Linked DNA regions of Oryctolagus cuniculus: region 1 is linked to region 2. Evidence: chromatin contacts called from public Micro-C data. All regions are on one chromosome and are shown on one strand. Each heading gives the region's core, a stretch centred on a gene start, on an enhancer-like site or on the middle of the called end of the contact. The rest is flanking DNA. Distances are from core to core; before and after follow the strand shown. Region 1 holds the start of TRIM66 (tripartite motif containing 66). Region 2 holds the start of TMEM9B (TMEM9 domain family member B).

What was found. Hi-C and Micro-C count contacts between places; a contact is called where the count stands out from the background.
Region 1: a contact with region 2 is called in a Micro-C map of ear pinna, with 4 times the contacts expected there. The contact joins the promoter of TRIM66 here to the promoter of TMEM9B in region 2. A contact is called at or near these places in 4 of 6 Hi-C or Micro-C datasets (ear pinna, embryonic fibroblasts, skin fibroblasts and 1 more).

The regions. Positions count from the first base shown.
Region 1 is chr1:57,525,011-57,529,089 of mOryCun1.1, forward strand. TRIM66 (tripartite motif containing 66) reads left to right here and starts at 2,191. Exons shown (of 21, transcript XM_070073681.1): 1 at 2,191-3,656. RPL27A (ribosomal protein L27a) reads right to left here. Exons shown (of 5, transcript XM_008265732.4): 2 at 3,166-3,229; 3 at 2,720-2,795; 4 at 2,017-2,191; 5 at 1,217-1,386. The coding sequence ends at 1,258. LOC127485179 (small nucleolar RNA SNORA3/SNORA45 family) reads right to left here and starts at 1,618; the gene lies at 1,489-1,618. LOC127485178 (small nucleolar RNA SNORA3/SNORA45 family) reads right to left here and starts at 2,597; the gene lies at 2,468-2,597.
Region 2 is chr1:57,247,195-57,251,159 of mOryCun1.1, forward strand. It overlaps TMEM9B (TMEM9 domain family member B), which reads left to right and starts at 1,932. Exons shown (of 5, transcript XM_051824518.2): 1 at 1,932-2,394. The coding sequence starts at 2,086.

The DNA of each region.
Region 1 (4,079 bases), core at 941-3,440, 280 kb after region 2:
TAAAAAGCCCTGGAGCTGGCGCTTGGCTCAGGGGGTACTATATGCTCATCTATATTGGGTTGAAGTCCTGATTCCAGCTTCCTGCTAATGCTCACCCTTGGAGGCAACAGGTAACTGTGGCTCAAGTAGCAGGATCTTACCAACCACATAAAAGAAACCCAAATTAGCTTCCCAATGCCTGAATTTGGCTCGGGCCTGGCCACTAGACACTTGAGGAGCAGTCTTACGTGGGGCTGGTGCTGTGGCATAGTGGGCTAAGCCTCCATCTGCAGCACTGGCTGCTGCTCTTCAGATCCAGCTCTCTGCTGTGGCTTGGGAAAGCAGCAGAGTATGGCCCAAGTGCTCGGGCCCCTGCACCTGCATGGGGGACCTGAAGAGGCCTTGGTTGTGGATCAGCCCAGCTCTTGTGGCTATTTGCGAGTGAATAAGTGGATGGAAGACTTTCTCTCTCCCTGTCTCTACCTATCAAATAAATAAAATCTACTTAAAAAGAGCACAAAGGAGTCCTGTTTGGATTCTTGACCCAACCCAGCTCCCTACTAATGTGCCTGGGAAAGCAGTGGATGATGGGTTGTTCTGGGCTCACGACCTTAAGCCTGGGCTAGCCCTGGACACAGCAACCATTTGGGAGTGACCCAGTGAATGGAAGATACCTTGGGGCCAGCACTGTGGGTTAACGCCCTGGCCTGAAGCACTGGCATCCCATATGGGCGCCAGTTGGAGTCCTGGCTGCTCCTGTTCTGTTCCAGCTCTCTGCTATGCCCTGGGAAAGCAGTAGGGATGGCCCACGTCCTTGGGCCCCTGCGTCCGCGTGGGAGACCCTGGCTTCGGATCGTCACAGCTCCAGCCGCTGCAGCCATTTGAGGAGTGAACCAGCCAATGGAAGACTTCTCTTTCTCTGCCTCTCCTCTTTCTGTGTGTGTGTAACTCTTGACTTTCAAATAAATAAATCTTTCAAAAAAAAAAAAGGGAAGATACCTCTCCCTCTCCTAAGTAACCCTTGAAACTGAGTCACAATGCTTACTTTTCAATTAGGGTAGATTATCAGTTTCACTTCACAAATGAAAAAGTTTAACCACAGTGCCTGTAAGTGCTGTTGGTAGCACTGAGGTGGGTTAGCAGTAACCCAGGCTCTGCATACCTCGAATGCCTGGATGCTGTAAGGTGGGTTCCGGCAGGGACAGGGATGTGAAGTCAAAGAACCTACATTCAGACCACCAGGGAAAAGCATTTGCTAGCATTTAATGAACCGTGGCTTCAAGCCACCAGGACACAGGCTCCCCCCACGCCCTTAATCTTCTCCTCAGCTCTTCTGCTGAAGAATTTGGCCTTCACGATGACAGGCTGCTTTGGGAGCTTTCCCTTTCCCAGAACTTTGTAATAGCCCTGCAGGAAGAGAAGAAGGTTTAGAGTATTGCACAGCGGGCGCCAACTCCTGATGCGCTCAAGTAAGATGCCCCTGAACCCACCCTTCCCAGGACCAGGGAGGCATGTTTCTGATCTGGGCACTAACGCGGGCACTGGCTGCCCCACCAGTGAATCAAGACCAGCAGATTCTCTCCGAGGACGCTAGCACACCAGGACAAGGGTTGTGTCGGGATGTGACTCTAGTCTCGGCAAGACACAAACCTCCCTTTGCTGGCCAATTATTACCAATAAACAGCAACAAAATCACATTCCGAATATGTTCCAAGTCTTGACCACCAAAGTTGCTCAACAGACAGTAGAGGCTGTGAAGACACTCAGCCTCTGCCTCCCTACTTACAAGGACCACAGCTCCCCAATGGCACACCAGTGCCTGTTTGGGGAGGTCTTAACTAATATAGCTGGGCCTTCCATTTGGTCATAATTAACCATGGCAGTTCCACCAGAAGGTTGAATTTATCTAGTAGGTAACTGGAAATTAAGTATAGGTTTAGATTTTCAGGTGGGAGACCTAGTAAGATTAAGCCAGAGTGCCTTGTGCATGGGAGGTAGAACTACACACGAGCAGTAAGAAGGATCCAATTCACTCACCGACCGCACCACATCAATGATAGGAGCAGCTCCAGTCTTGTTCTTGGCAGCATTTACCCGTGTCTGCTCACTGACCAATGTCCACAGCTTATCAAGGTTGACAGTTGGGCAGAAGCTCTGGTTCCTCTTTAAGTGGTAATGCCTCATGCCAACTTTCCCAAAGTAACCTGGGTGACTGGGAAGAGAAAGCACCACCTTTATAAGCGCGCTGCAGGTAAGAAGTTAATCTGGATCATCTTTCTTACCTTCCCCCACTACACTGTCAAACTGTTCACTGGTGGAGTGACTGGCTTTATACAGTTTATACAGTTGCTGAATTAAATATCAAGTGGAAAAGGCTAGCCTTATTTTCATGGAGCACAAAGTCACTGAGGCCCACAACAGCATTCCACGGGAGAATGTGAAAACACTAAGCACAAGGGGACCGAACAGTTGCAGAGGTCGATCTGAAGTATGTCACTAACCTGGTGACTGACTGTGCCATGAGGCCCACAGCCAGTGAATAAGGTCAGCAGTTACTCTTCGAGGACTCTAGCACACTAAGGCAACAGCCAATACCCAAGCGTGACTCTAGCCTCGATGACCGGTTCTCGCTTTCCCCAGCTACCTCGGTTTGTGAGCTATGGATGCCTGCTTCCTTACTGCCAGTCCCGCCCGGCCCGACACTTCCGAGTCAGGGAAAGCACGGCCTATGAACACTTACTATTTATCAAAGTTGATCCTGTGGTGATGCATGCCACCCGCATTACCTCGGCCTCCTGGGTGCTTCCGGTGCTTGCCTGCAAAAGCACAAAGCTACCTGGCCAACCCAGCCTCCCCCAGACCCGCAGACACAGAACATTTCCCCACACTCCACGCCGCTGCTCCCAGCCCACAGGCCCTCTTTGTTGCTCCTTCAGGACTGCGCGTTCCCTTCCTTTTCAGCATCCCAACCACAGCACTCCCCCAACAGTCCACGTCTGCAACTGACTCCGGACTGCGCCCCGCTCATTCCTATTCCTTACCGATACTAAATTCTCTAAAACCGGATTACTAGGAGACCTTGGGGGAAGGGAGCCCGGCTGGTCCGTACAACTCGACTTCTAAAGCTACCTATCCCACTCGAAAAGCGCGCGCCGAGGCCGATCAGCAGGGGAAGCCGGTACTTACCGATGCGGCCGTGGCCGTGGCTCACGTGGCCGCGCAGTTTCCGGGTCTTCCTCAGTCTGGATGGCTGTGTGGGAAAAAGATCCCGGTGGTAAGGCCGAAGGAAAGAGAGCGGGGGCCAGTGCCTGGCACCCTGAGAGGGCGGCAGGCCTGGGGGGACAAGGGCCTGCTCTCTAGCAAGTTCGGCAAAGCTGAAGTTGCAGTCTTGCCCGGGGCCGCACCCCGGCCCGCGTGCAGCAGCTCGAGACTCGAGCCCCTGGCCGGACACGCGGCCCCAGGCTCCCAGCTCCGCCTCAGGCTCACGCCCGCCATCCTGCTCTCCGGCCGACCATACGCAGCCAGGAGAACTTGGCCAACGTCCGGAGTAGGTGGCCGCGGAGCGATGGGAGAAGAGCGCGAAACCCCGGCCGGCAAGGAAGCGGAGGCAAGAAAGGGCCCACCTACCATGTCGGCTGCCGAGACGAAAGAGGGAGGCCTGCGCGAAATCTCGCGAGGTAACGAGCACGGGGCGGGGCCAAGCGCCTCACGTCCGGCCAGGGAGGAGGCGGGGCGGGGCCTTTTCGGTCTCGCGGGTTTCGCGGGCGGGTGACTGCTTCCTCTTCCTGCTTTCCTTTGTGCTGCCGGTTGTAGCAGGCTCTCGGGTGAGAGCTGTTGAAAATGTGGGGCGTCGGGGCGCTTTGGCGCACGCCACCGCGACCTAAGTGGCCCGGGAGCCACCTTGGCCCAGGAGCCGCCTGGGCAGAGCCGGAGGGCCTCCGTGTGCCTCCGCTCCTCACCAGATGCCTCTGCGTGGAGCGGTCCCTCCTGTCTCCCCTGCTCTTAGTGTTCTGTTCGGGCCTGGTAACATTGGTTGGTTGTCTCGGGGCCATGGTGAGGAGGCGCGAGACACTCTGCCTCTGCCGCCTCGGGGACGCCCT
Region 2 (3,965 bases), core at 682-3,181:
TTTACTTGAGAGGCAGAGTTACAGACATAGAGAGGGAGAGATAGAGAGGTCTTCCATCTGCTGATTCACTCCCCAAATGGCTGCAACAGCCGGAGCTGGGCCAGGAGCTTCTTCCATGTCTCCTACATGGGTGCAGGGGCCCCAGGACTTGAGTCATCTTCTACTGCTTTCGCAGGCCATAGCAGAGAGCTGCATCATAGTGGAACCGGTGCCCATAAGGGATGCTGGTGCTGCAGGTGGATGCTTAACTTACTACGCCACAGCGCCGGTCCCAGGCGTTATCATCTTGATCTCAGTACCCATGTGCAAAGATAATAAGACAAGGTCCCCATCTCACCAAGCGCACAATATTTTGGTGGAGGTTGGGAGTATAAAGGCAGATAAGAAAACATAATTTTACTGTAATGGGGTAAGTTAGGAAAGAGATGGGCACAAACACAGAAAGGAGTGCACTTAGGACAGGCTGTGTGGTTCAGCAGACCCCTGACCTAAAGGAAAGTAAGAGTTGCCCAGATATGGGCAGGGCAGAACAAACGGAACTAGCCCCACCGCTTCTACAAAGTCACCGGAAGTTGTATTCCAGTTTTGGCAGACAGCTGCCTCTCCAAGCCCTGTGTTCTTGCTAGATCAGTTCCTGTGACTCCTCTCCTTACCTTGGCCACAACCTTGAACCTTCATTTAGGCTCCAGTCAGGTACCCATCCTTCCAGTCATAGTCTACTCACGGCAACATCAGTCTCTATTCTAGAATGGCATTGTCTAATATAAATAGAAAATATTCTGGTAACCACACTTTAGTAAAAAAGCAGGTGAAATTAACATATTTAGCCCAGTACAAAATATCTAACCATATTAATATCTTAAAATCTGAGATGTTCTATTTGGTTTTTAATGCTAAATCTTTGAAACCCAGTGTATATTTTATACTTACAGCTTGTCTCAAATGTTCAGTCGCTACATGTAGCTAGTGGCTACTGTACTGGACAGTGTACTTCCAGTGTTACAGTGTATTTCCTCTAAGCCTCTGCACCCCAGTCAAGGCCATGAAAACAGTTCAGGAGACAGCTATGAGGTTTCAGCCAAAGCATGAGCATTCTCTTTAGACGCCAGACCTAAACAACCCTAAAATAATCCCAAACTTGCTTCTGAATAAGCTTATACAATCAGATCCGAGGTGCCTCACTGGTTGTGTAAGCTGATTCAGGGTGTGTAAGTTTGACCCAGGGTGTGTCTTGATTGTTGTGGGTCAGCAGAACACCCATTGACGTCAAAATTCACCAGTGACAGCATCTTCCCAGGGCAGCCTGGTGACAGGACAGCCAGCACTGAACTGGTCCTGTTTGGGGATGGGTATTTAGGACTGAAAGGAGCTAAATATATCTGATGCAATATCAGACACTCTTGCGTTAATTCTAGCCTGGCTTCCATAGGAATCATGTGGGAGAAAAAAAAATGTATAAAATTCTGTTAATGGGCCGGCACCGCAGCTCACTAGGCTAATCCTCCGCCTTGCGGCGCCGGCACACCGGGTTCTAGTCCCGGTCGGGGCACCGGATTCTGTCCCGGTTGCCCCTCTTCCAGGCCAGCTCTCTGCTGTGGCCAGGGAGTGCAGTGGAGGATGGCCCAAGTGCTTGGGCCCTGCACCCCATGGGAGACCAGGAAAAGCACCTGGCTCCTGGCTCCTGCCATCGGGTCAGCGCTGTGCCCCGGCCGTGGCGGCCATTGGAGGGTGAGCCAATGGCAAAGGAAGACCTTTCTCTCTGTCTCTCTCTCTCACTGTCCACTCTGCCTGTCCAAAAAAAAAAAAAAAGAAAAAAGAAAAAGAAAATTCTGTTAATGAAAACATTTACACAATCTAGGAAAAGATAACTTTTACAATCTGTTTAGAGAAGGAAGCGCAAGTATTCCGTCTGAGTTCTTGAAATCCAGAGAGGCACAGAGAAGGGCGTGTGATTTGCCCAAGATCGTTCAGCAAAACCCTAACAGTTTTGACGAACCCTGTATTCTACCCGCCGACTTCACGGTCTCCACTAACTACAACAAATATTTTAGTGGAAGACACTGTGCCATCGCCAGGGTGCCCCTAATGCACCCGCGGAGGACGACCCGCGCTGGGCAGACGGGGTCAGCCGCCGCGAACACACTTGTCCCCACCTCCTGGAGGTCGGGGAGGAGGATACTGCTGGCGGTTCTTTCGCCAACTTCACACCGTCCGGAGCCCGGCCTGGGCCAGCCCAGCATCGCCGCTGCGGCCTCCTTTCCAGCTGCCGCCAGGACCAAGGCGGCCAGTGTCCATCCGGAGGCCGGCGGAGAGCCGCACCTGAAGGCGGCACACTGCGACTGCAGGAAGCCAAGCCGGGCAGGGAGCTGTGTCCGGTCGGCGCGCGGGCTGCAGGTCAGCACCTAAAGTGATGGGGAAGACCCCCGACCCCCTGACCGGGGGTGGGTTTATGCGAAAACAGATGGCTCGGCTAGTCCCGGCCCCGTCTCCACGGACTGGGCCACCCTGCCTGCCATTCCAGGGGCCTGGCACATCCGGGCCGCCGGGATCTGAAACAAACGGCTCAGGCCTTGCATGGGCTGCATCTGACAGCCGGAGCTGGCACTGGCTTCCGCAGAGCCCAGGCTGTCACCCCAGAACAGCCCTACTCTGTCCGGGGGCCACGCGTGGGCCGGGCCGAGCGCCGGGACCGCGCAGCCTCCGGACCCTCCGCACACGGAACCGTTTCCGGGGCGGATGCTTTTTGCTGCTGACCCGGCGCGGCCGGTGACGCCAAGGCCCAGACGGAAGTGTGGGCGGCGGAGCCGGAGCCGGAGCCGGATCCCCAGCGTGAGCCCGAGCCGGGAGCCGGTCTCGGGGGCTCCGGGCTGTGGGGACGGCTGGGCCTGGCAGCGATGGCGACCCTGTGGGGCGGCCTCCTTCGTCTCGGCTCCATGCTCAGCCTGTCCTGCCTGGCGCTCTCCGTGCTGCTCCTGGTGCAGCTGTCAGACGCCGCCAAGGTGAGTCCCGCCCAGCCTTCGCTCTGACAGGAGCTCCTCCCCTGCTCCGGCCTTGCGGAAGCTGCCTCTGCCGACCTGCTCGCCGCCAGTGGGTTCCTCTCCGACCCTGACAGCTGGACCCCTGGCTTCAGCCCCCGCAACACCGCACCCTGCCGGCTGCCTGGGAGCTCGCTCGCCCTGAGCCCGGGCAGCCCGGCCGCCCCCGCGCCCAGCCCAGTGCAGCCCAGCCCGTGCCCGCAGCCTGGACAGCAGCTCCTTCGTCACTTCCCTTCTCAGCCCCGACAGCACCCACCTCACCCGTCCCAGCCTTTGCAACTCAGAGGGCCTTCCGTTCTCCACCCTGAAGCTCTGACCACCTCCTCCTCCCGCCCCCATTCCCCAAGGCAAGGACCGAGGGAGCCCCCCATCTCCCAGCAGTCCTCCTCATTAGACTAACTCGTGTCATCTCACCCCCGAACACATTCCCTTCCCGGGTGGAAACTTGCCCCTCCTGGCAACCTCCCCTCCCGATAGGATCGCTCACTTCCTAGGCTCACCCAACCCCCTCGGGACCTCTTGGCTGCTTTTCTGCCTTTTCTTGACTGCCTGATACTTTAGTGGGTAAAAGAGGACCCAGACTGCGGAAGAGGTGAGGTGATCTCCCTGGTTGCGTTTCTCCGCCCATCTAGTACCCCCATGCTGCTGGGTGCCCCTGCTCCCCGGACCTGCCCTGGCCCCACACTCTTTACTGAGCTACCCATTATCGGGGGAAACAGAAGGGATTCACACTAGCGTGGTGGGAAAACAAAATGACATTGCAGTTTTGGGCAAAAAAAAAAAAAAAAAAAAAAAAAAAAAGCTTTCATCTATAGGGACTGGAAAAAGGAAATGACAGGTAGCAGATGTTTGTGATCAGGGACTCTGAAAGCTTTCCCACCTCCCACTAGAAGCAGCAACAGCAGCAAGTCTCCTGGCACCCTCCGCATA